Linked DNA regions of Zea mays: region 1 is linked to region 2. Evidence: chromatin contacts called from public Hi-C data. All regions are on one chromosome and are shown on one strand. The core of a region is the stretch at or near the end of the contact, and the rest is flanking DNA. Distances in the headings are between cores, read along the strand shown.

Region 1 (3,842 bases), core at 951-3,450, 130 kb after region 2:
GTAGGTAAATAAGAGTACAAACTTATCATGTCATGATATCAGCTAGTCTCAATTGGTTTACTTTTTTATCCAACCATGACAAGATTTCAAAAGTCAGACTAGTCTATAGCACCAAGTATATTTTAGCAGTTTAAAAAAATAGGAAGAAAGGATTTTCCGTAATGAATAACATGGTACTTATACTTCAAAGACATAATTACATCCAGAATTTTAAACAGTAATCAGCACAAGAAATTATATCAGTTGTAATTAACTTCCTCATAAACTATATACCTAATCTTTGTTGAATATTAAATCAATCGTGACTGAACCATCCAATTCTCCAAATTATCTGACGCGCAAGAGCCAGAGGTCTCTTAAAACCCAAAAATATATTATTAACTAGTAAGAATTATATTGAAGAATGTTCTTCCTTCCCTTACAATATAGATTTTCAAATTAGACAGCACTAGAGTGGAAACAAGCCTAGCTTGCCTCAAAGGTCGACTCAGGACAACGAGCCTAGGCATAAGAGTAAACTTACCCTTTAAATTATTATATAAAATCTTAAATCTTAAAAATAATTAAAATAACATATTTTAAATTAATAAAATCAATATACTACTAATATGATATAGAAAATAGATTGATTTTGTAGAGTAATATCAAATATCATAAACTAATTATCTATTTGGTACTAATATTATATACTAATTAAAATTTTAAATAATAAATTGTTATTAGGTTAAACTATAAGTTAGCTCGTGAGCGCAGCGAGCCAAGGTGAGCTGACTCACTCTCTTCTATAGCTAAAAAAACAGACTCAACTTAGACTTCTAAGCCTCGAGCCGCTCCGCTCCGCTCCGAGCTACAACCCACGGGCTAATTTTCCACCCTTAGCTAGCACGGTGATAGTCCTGCATTTCAGGAGAACTATCTCGTTCTTCTTTCACATTCTTGCTACCAAAATAAGATAGCCAACAAACAAAAACGTACACTGCAATGCAAGTCATGGATGAAATAAGATGATTCATAGAACAATCTTCCGCGTACAACTATAAGATCACAGGTAACCTCACTTGATAGACACTATCTTAGAACAGAAGAACAATGTATGTACACTGCATGTCTTCCTCCTGGGTCCAATAATGTACTGCTGTCAAGCAAAAACTTTTGTCCTAGTTATGGTAGCTCTAGCCGAACAGTTCACATCTCCATCACCCATTAATCACCCAAACCTGTCCAAAAACAAACGGAACAATCAGATTGGTATCCCAGAGTCGATAAAAGCGGTATCAATCAAACAGACTAAGGGAAAGAATGGGAGATGAGAAAAATGTCAAGCGCCATCACCTGCTCCGGCGACGGTCGGCGGCATACTGCGACAGCGGGACAAGCTCCGAGAGTGGGGTAGAGAGCGGCGTGGCGACGGGGGTTGGGATGGGGGACGAGCGGCAGACGGGGCACGACGCGCTACGACGCAGCCACGCGTCGAGGCAAGTGAGGTGGAACCTGTGCCTGCACTCTGGCATCACCCGCAGCATCTCGCCCTCCTTGTACTCGCAGAGGCAGATGGAGCACGCGACCTCCGTGTCCGCCCCCGCCCCGGCCTTGGAGAAGGGCACCATCGGATACGACGCGATGACGGAGGCGTCGAGCCCGACGGGGGAGGCCGCGGCGGCGGGGCCGCGGGAGGAGGACCCAGGCGAGTCGTAGTCCTCCGCGACGAAGACGACGCGGGGCACGGTGATGGAGATGTGGCCGGAGCTGGAGGCGGAGGAGGCGGCGTGCCTGGTGGAGCCGACGCCGACGCCGGCTCCGGTGCCGAACCCCTGGCTGGCGGCCCCGCGGCGGAGGCAGAAGTAGGAGGCGAGCAGCACCGACGCGAGGAGCACGAGGAATCCGAACGCGATGGCGATCGCGTAGCCGAGGCCGAGCGAGGCGAGCGGGTCAAGGAAGGACATGGCTCTCTCGCTCCCCACGTGGTGGTCGTGGGCGGCGGCGGCGGCGGCGGCGGGGCTGTGGTCGTGGGGCGGGATGGCATGCTGCGCGGGGGAGGGGCAGAATGGGAAGAGGGTATTTGTTTGCGGGAGCTTAGGTTTCCGGGGGGGCTGGATCTGGTTGTTGGCCGCATTAATTGCCGGGGAAGGAGGAGAAGCCGAGAAGGGGAATCGGAGTAATGGCGGGGGACTGGGCGGGTGCACCTCGCTGCCGTGCCGTGCTCTGGTGTGGACGGTGGTGGCCTTGGCCTGTGTGGGAACTGGAAGAGTGGAGTGGCCAAGCGGGAGATGAGGGCGATCGGAGCAATGCGCGTTGGGCCGTCACTGACTCCAGCCAGCGCACGGACTGGCAGTAGGGTGACTGCTGGTCTGCTGCGGGCCGTGCGCGTGGTATGGGCTGCGCTAGACGTGTTCCGTTTTCGTCTGAAAACAGAGGTGTCCGGGAGTAGGGCCGTGGCCTCGTTGACTTCTAGTGTGCATACTAGGCCGACCAAGGAGCCGTATCCGTACGGGGATAGCATAAGGGCCCCTTTGGCAGGGCTCTGACTTCTCCAAAAACGACTTTGGTTCTGGCTCACAAGGTGAAGTCACTTCTTTAGATGAGCCAAAGCCATTCTGAAAAATCATTTGACAAAATGGCTTATAGGTTCTTTTTCAGAAAGACCCTTATATAGTTTGGACTGGTGGGAGGGCTATTGTGCGTGGCTAGGGATTGAGGGCAGAACCCAAAAAAAATAATTTGGACTGGTGGGAGGGCTATTGTGCAAAAATGACGTGAGCTGAAGCCGGGTGAGCCACTTTTTTTGGCTCATGCCCTCTAGTTCATTTTGGAAAAGCACTTCACTAGTGAAGCCATTTGAAAAAGAGGTGTTTGGCACAACTTTTGCATGAGCCAGAGCCGAAGCTGAAAAATAAGCCTTACCAAAGGGGCCCTAAAAATCAAGCTGTTGATGCTGCTGTATTTGCTCTGCTCGATGAAAGTGTTGTTACTCATATTTAAACTTAGCTTTACAAATACTACAGTCTACAATAAAAAACAGACCATATGGGTGTGAAAGCATCTAAGATTCTAGTTGGTTTTGATGATTAATAACAACATAAAATTATTATCATTCCTAAGACCATGTTCGGTTGCATAGGGATTAGAGAGAATTAAGGGATTAAATCTCCTATTTAAAATTAAATAGGAAAGGATTTAATCACCTTCAATCCTCTCAATCCACCTCTAACGGATCAAGCTCTAAATGAACCTCTATCCAATGTTGAGGGGCTAAAACTCAAATATGTTCTCCAACTCAATTTCTATTCGTCGTCTCACGGAAACATACTCTTATTTCTTCCTCGTCAACCCTAAAGACTTGATTGGGAGACATGTAAAGAATTGAGAGGTCTAGAATCCCACGATATTCAATTTTAAATAGTAAAAGATTCTGGTCTCCTTAATCCCCTACACTACACTTGCTTCTAAACACGCCTTAAAAATGAAGGTACCTCTTATCATCTTCTCCGTTTCTCATTTTACTCTTACAATAAAACTGACACGTGAAACCGATGAGTAGCATCTGTGAGTAGAAAAAAAGTTAAGAGAACGGTTGGAGTGCTCTGATAAGTAAGGGCTGAATATGGATAAGATGCTATTATTTAAGAAATAATGGGATAAAATTGGAGGGTTCGGTTTGAATAAATCTTAACCTTAAGGATTGCCAAACCTATCGAATTGTCAAGGTCACCCAATAAAGAACTATCAAGGGTTTAATGTATTTAATAATTAATAACTAGATAAATAAGTGACGTAGAGCTTATAAAAGTTAAAATTTACCCTTGTTTGGTTCAGCTTTTTTCTGACCAGCTTTTTCGAGAATC
Region 2 (4,039 bases), core at 1,299-3,798:
TAAAATCAAAGGTTAAGGCCCTGTTCCAATCTCGCGAGATAAACTTTAGCAGCTTTTTTTAGCTACTTTTAGCCATTTGTAAGCTAAACAGGAGAGCTAATGGTGGTAATTGAAACTAAACTTTAGCACTTCAATTCATATAGCTAAAGTTTAGTAGGAAGTCCCGTGAGATTGAAACGGGGCCTAAAACTAAAACTTAGTCCCGACAGAACAAACGGGCCCAACGGCCCAAATATAATAGCGTAGTCGCGCGCGCACGGCCGACACCACGCGGGCGAGTCGGCAGCCGGCACACGGTGATTCTGTATCCAGGCATCGGCGTCGGCCACCACCGGCCGATGGTGGAGCTGAGCGAGCTCTTCCTGCGGCGCGGCCTCGCCGTGACCGTCGTCGTCGTCGTGCCGCCCGCCGCGTCGACGGACGCCTCGTCCGCGGTTGCGCGCGCCGTTGAGGCCAACCCGTCCATCAACTTCCACATGCTGCCACTGCCACCGCCCAACACCGTTCCCCCGGCCGCCGTCGAGCAGGACCAGGGCCAGGAGCCGCCGCACAATCCGTTCGCCCTCCTCCGCCAATCGAACGCGCCGCTCCGCGACTACCTCCGCTCGGCGCTCCAATCCGCCTCCGTGTGCGCGCTCGTCCTCGACATCTTCTGCGTCGACGCGCTCGACGTCGCCGCGGATCTCGGCGTGCCGGCGTACCTCTTCTACACCTCCGGCGCCAGCAGCCTCGCCGTCAGCCTGCACATGCCGCAGAAGCAGGCCGAGGTGAACGCCAGCTTCGGGGACATCGGCGACGCGCCGCTCTGCTTTCCGGGCGTTCCCGCGTTCAGACCCACGGAGCTCCCCGTGAACGCCCTCGACCGCGACAACCAGGTGTACAGGGTGTTCCTTAGCGCGTTCGAGCGGGTCCCGGCATGCCGCGGCATGCTCGTCAACACGTTCGAGTGGCTGGAGCCCAGGGTGGTGGCCGCCCTCAGGGACGGCGCGTGCGTCCCGGGCCGTCCCACGCCGCCGGTTTACTGCGTCGGTCCGCTGGTCTCTGGAGGCGGAGAGGTCCAGGACAAGAAGCACGCGTGCCTTGTGTGGCTGGACGCGCAGCCGGAGAACAGCGTTGTGTTCCTCTGCTTTGGGAGCATGGGCTCGTTCTCCAAGAGGCAGCTCGAGGCGATCGCCACCGGGCTCGAGATGTCCGGGCAGAGGTTCCTGTAGGTGGTACGGAGCCCGCGGCCCGACGGCACGGGGTTGTATGCCGACGGTAATCGTCAGCTACCCGAACCCGACCTCGGCGAGCTCCTGCGGGAGGGGTTCTTGGAGAAGACCAAAGCGCGAGGGCTGGTGGTCAAGTCATGGGCGCCGCAGGTGGACGTGCTCCGGCACAGGGCGACCGGCGCGTTCGTCACCCATTGCGGCTGGAACTCGATTCTAGAGGGGATAACGGCAGGCGTCCCGCTGCTGTGCTGGCCGCTGTACGCGGAGCAGCGGCTGAACAAGGTGTTCATGGTGGAGGACGCGAGGGTCGGGGTGGAAATAGCAGGGTACGACGGGGAGGTGGTCACTGCGGAGGAGGTGGAGGCGAAGGTCAGGTGGGTGATGCACTCGGAGGACGGGCGTGCGCTCCGTGGGAGCTCAATGGCGGCGAAGGAGAAGGCCCTGGAGGCTCTGCAGCAAGGTGGCACGTCTCACAACGCTTTGCTCGAGCTCTTGTCCGATTTGGGAATGCGTCACAGTAGCGAGTGAAGTTGTCAGATATCGTCGGAGAAGGATATGGTAAATGTCAAATCCAAGATCAATGAATTCGTAATGCAAATTATCCGATTTATATAATGTCAGTCACCGGGTCGCTTAATTTCTCATGTACCCAAAACCGATTCCATGTCAAATTGGTTATCCATGCCATAAATTAGATTTAATTTGCTATATTAGTTGCTTTTAATTGTGTGCATCAATTTTATCTTGTAAGAAATAATTTGCTATATTAGTTTCATTCGTATCGTGTGCATCGATTTTATAGTGAATCCAATAGATAAAATCTATCCCAAAGCTATCTGATGGATAGGGGTGTTCGGAAGGAAAGTATTTTTAAAGTTTTGAGGTAACTATAGTATTTTTTGTTAAAATGTGTTTGGATACCATGGTAAAAAAAACTATGTTTTAAATACCATAATTTTGTAGATACCATGATATTTTAGAGTATTTAAAACTTCACTGCAACTCCAAGTTTTTGTCTATGACTAGCCTTCCATATGTACACTAAATATTATGGTTTTAGATACTTTGTCACTAAACACGTATTGCTAGTATTGCTAGGAGTGATGTATAAATAATACATTTGTGTGATGATATTTTAAAACCGTAGTATTACATAACCATAATTTTAAAATACTTTGTTTCTGAACATGCCGTAAAAATGTATCAGGGCACATTGTATCTATTAATTATATATCGTGCTCATACTAGCACTACGGGCTGGAACTGCGGTCCATAAACGGCCCTAAACCGTGCTTCGTGTCGGTATGGAACCATGGACCTCATGCAGGTGTTGGTCTAGTGCGGCGCTTCTTTGATATAGGACTATACTGGTCCAATAGGTTTGGCTCGTTCTGCCGTCTATACAGCAAAGCAACAGAAAAAAAAAAAAGGTCCAGAAAGGGTCCTCAACAACGAAAAAAAAGCATCACAAGCCCACACCATTGGAACAATGTTTCGATCTCACTGTTGGCACCGGAAACATGAAACCTAGACAAACTAGTAATCTAGACCTCTAGAGGCACGCCGCACGCACAGATCTGCCGTCTGCGCTAGCGTCCGAGACCAAAACGGCCACCGGATGGATCGGGACAGCATCGGCAGCCTCGCCGAAGGAAACAATCAAACAACTGCATCTGAAGCCACCTCCCTCCTTGTTCGTCCCTGTCTACAGTAGCAGACGGACTACGGACGTGTATGATAGGCGAGGAATGGATCTTCGAGCGGCAACGAGGTATCTGTTTACAGTACGAGGGAGATCTAGATCCATTATAAGTCGATTATCAAGTTAATTTTGTAGATTTTGCTAGCAAATTTAGTTACAAATCTAGAACCCTAACTAATTCTATACACACACGGATCATCCGAACCACGGACCGACCTATAGGGTCGGACAGCCCGGCTGTCCATTTTTGTGCTCAACAAAGAGCGTAAAGTATGTTTTCGGACAACGACGATCCTCTTGGCTGCCTTATAAGCGTGTAAGTTTGAGATTTAGCTTGCTCTGTGTGTGTGGTGGGGGGGATCAAGACAAGAGTGAATACAATATCGGATAAGGAGAAACTTAAGTTTACATATGTGATCATGAAAAAAGTGATTCACAAAAAACAAATCCATAAAGTTAGGGGAAAATCTCATATTATAAGAGCAAGTTTAATAATAAGCTGATGCGTAAGGGTGACAATAAACTCTAATTTAATAATCGAATTAGATTAGGATCAGACTATATTTCTATTTATTTTTGAACTTAAATTAATTTAGAGCTCTAAAACTATCTGCATTTATATATGTCGGGGACCATAATTAGGGGTACTGTCGGCGTTTCGAGACCGGAGGGTCCCTAAGCCGACGAGTGAGTGTGCTGCGTGCCCCAGCCCAGATGGGTCGAGCGCGTGGGCGAGCGCGAAGGGGGGAGAGGCGAGGTGGCCAGAGACGGGCGTGAGAGAGGTGGAAGTCCCGCGGCCTTCGTGTTCGTCCCGCGCCCAGGTTGGGTGCGCTTGCAGTAGGGGGGTTACAAGCGTCCACGCGGGTGAGGGAAGCGAGCGGCTCCAAGAGAGCGCTTGTCCCGTCCTCGGTCCCGCGCGGCCAACCTTCTCTAAGAAGGCCCTGGTCCTTCCTTTTATAGTCGTAAGGAGAGGATCCAGGTGTACAATGAGGGGTGTAGCAGAGTGCTACGTGTCTAGCGGAGGGAGAGCTAGCGCCCTAAGTACATGCCAATGTGGCAGCCGGAGAGATCTTGGCACCCTGCTGGCGTGATGTCGTGGCTGTCGGAGGAGCAACGGAGCTTGGCG

The links. Hi-C and Micro-C count contacts between places; a contact is called where the count stands out from the background.
Region 1: a contact with region 2 is called in a Hi-C map of leaf, with 5 times the contacts expected there. The contact joins the promoter of LOC100280861 here to the enhancer-like site in region 2. A contact is called at or near these places in 7 of 25 Hi-C or Micro-C datasets (bundle sheath, endosperm, leaf and 1 more) and 1 of 3 datasets of contacts at active chromatin or transcription factors (seedling).

What each region holds. Positions count from the first base shown.
Region 1 is chr6:171,469,556-171,473,397 of Zm-B73-REFERENCE-NAM-5.0, forward strand. LOC100280861 (RING-H2 finger protein ATL2M) reads right to left here and starts at 2,201. Exons shown (of 2, transcript NM_001153781.2): 1 at 1,333-2,201; 2 at 976-1,217. The coding sequence starts at 1,943. The coding sequence ends at 1,208.
Region 2 is chr6:171,341,728-171,345,766 of Zm-B73-REFERENCE-NAM-5.0, forward strand. It overlaps the pseudogene LOC103631602. Among protein-coding and RNA genes, the nearest start is that of LOC100101532, 15 kb to the left of the region's middle. Within about 2 kb of position 2,549, at least 16 of the 20 cell types and tissues checked have an H3K27ac peak or open chromatin away from gene starts, as enhancers often do. A contact at or near this core is called in leaf, root tip and seedling, where this site is marked.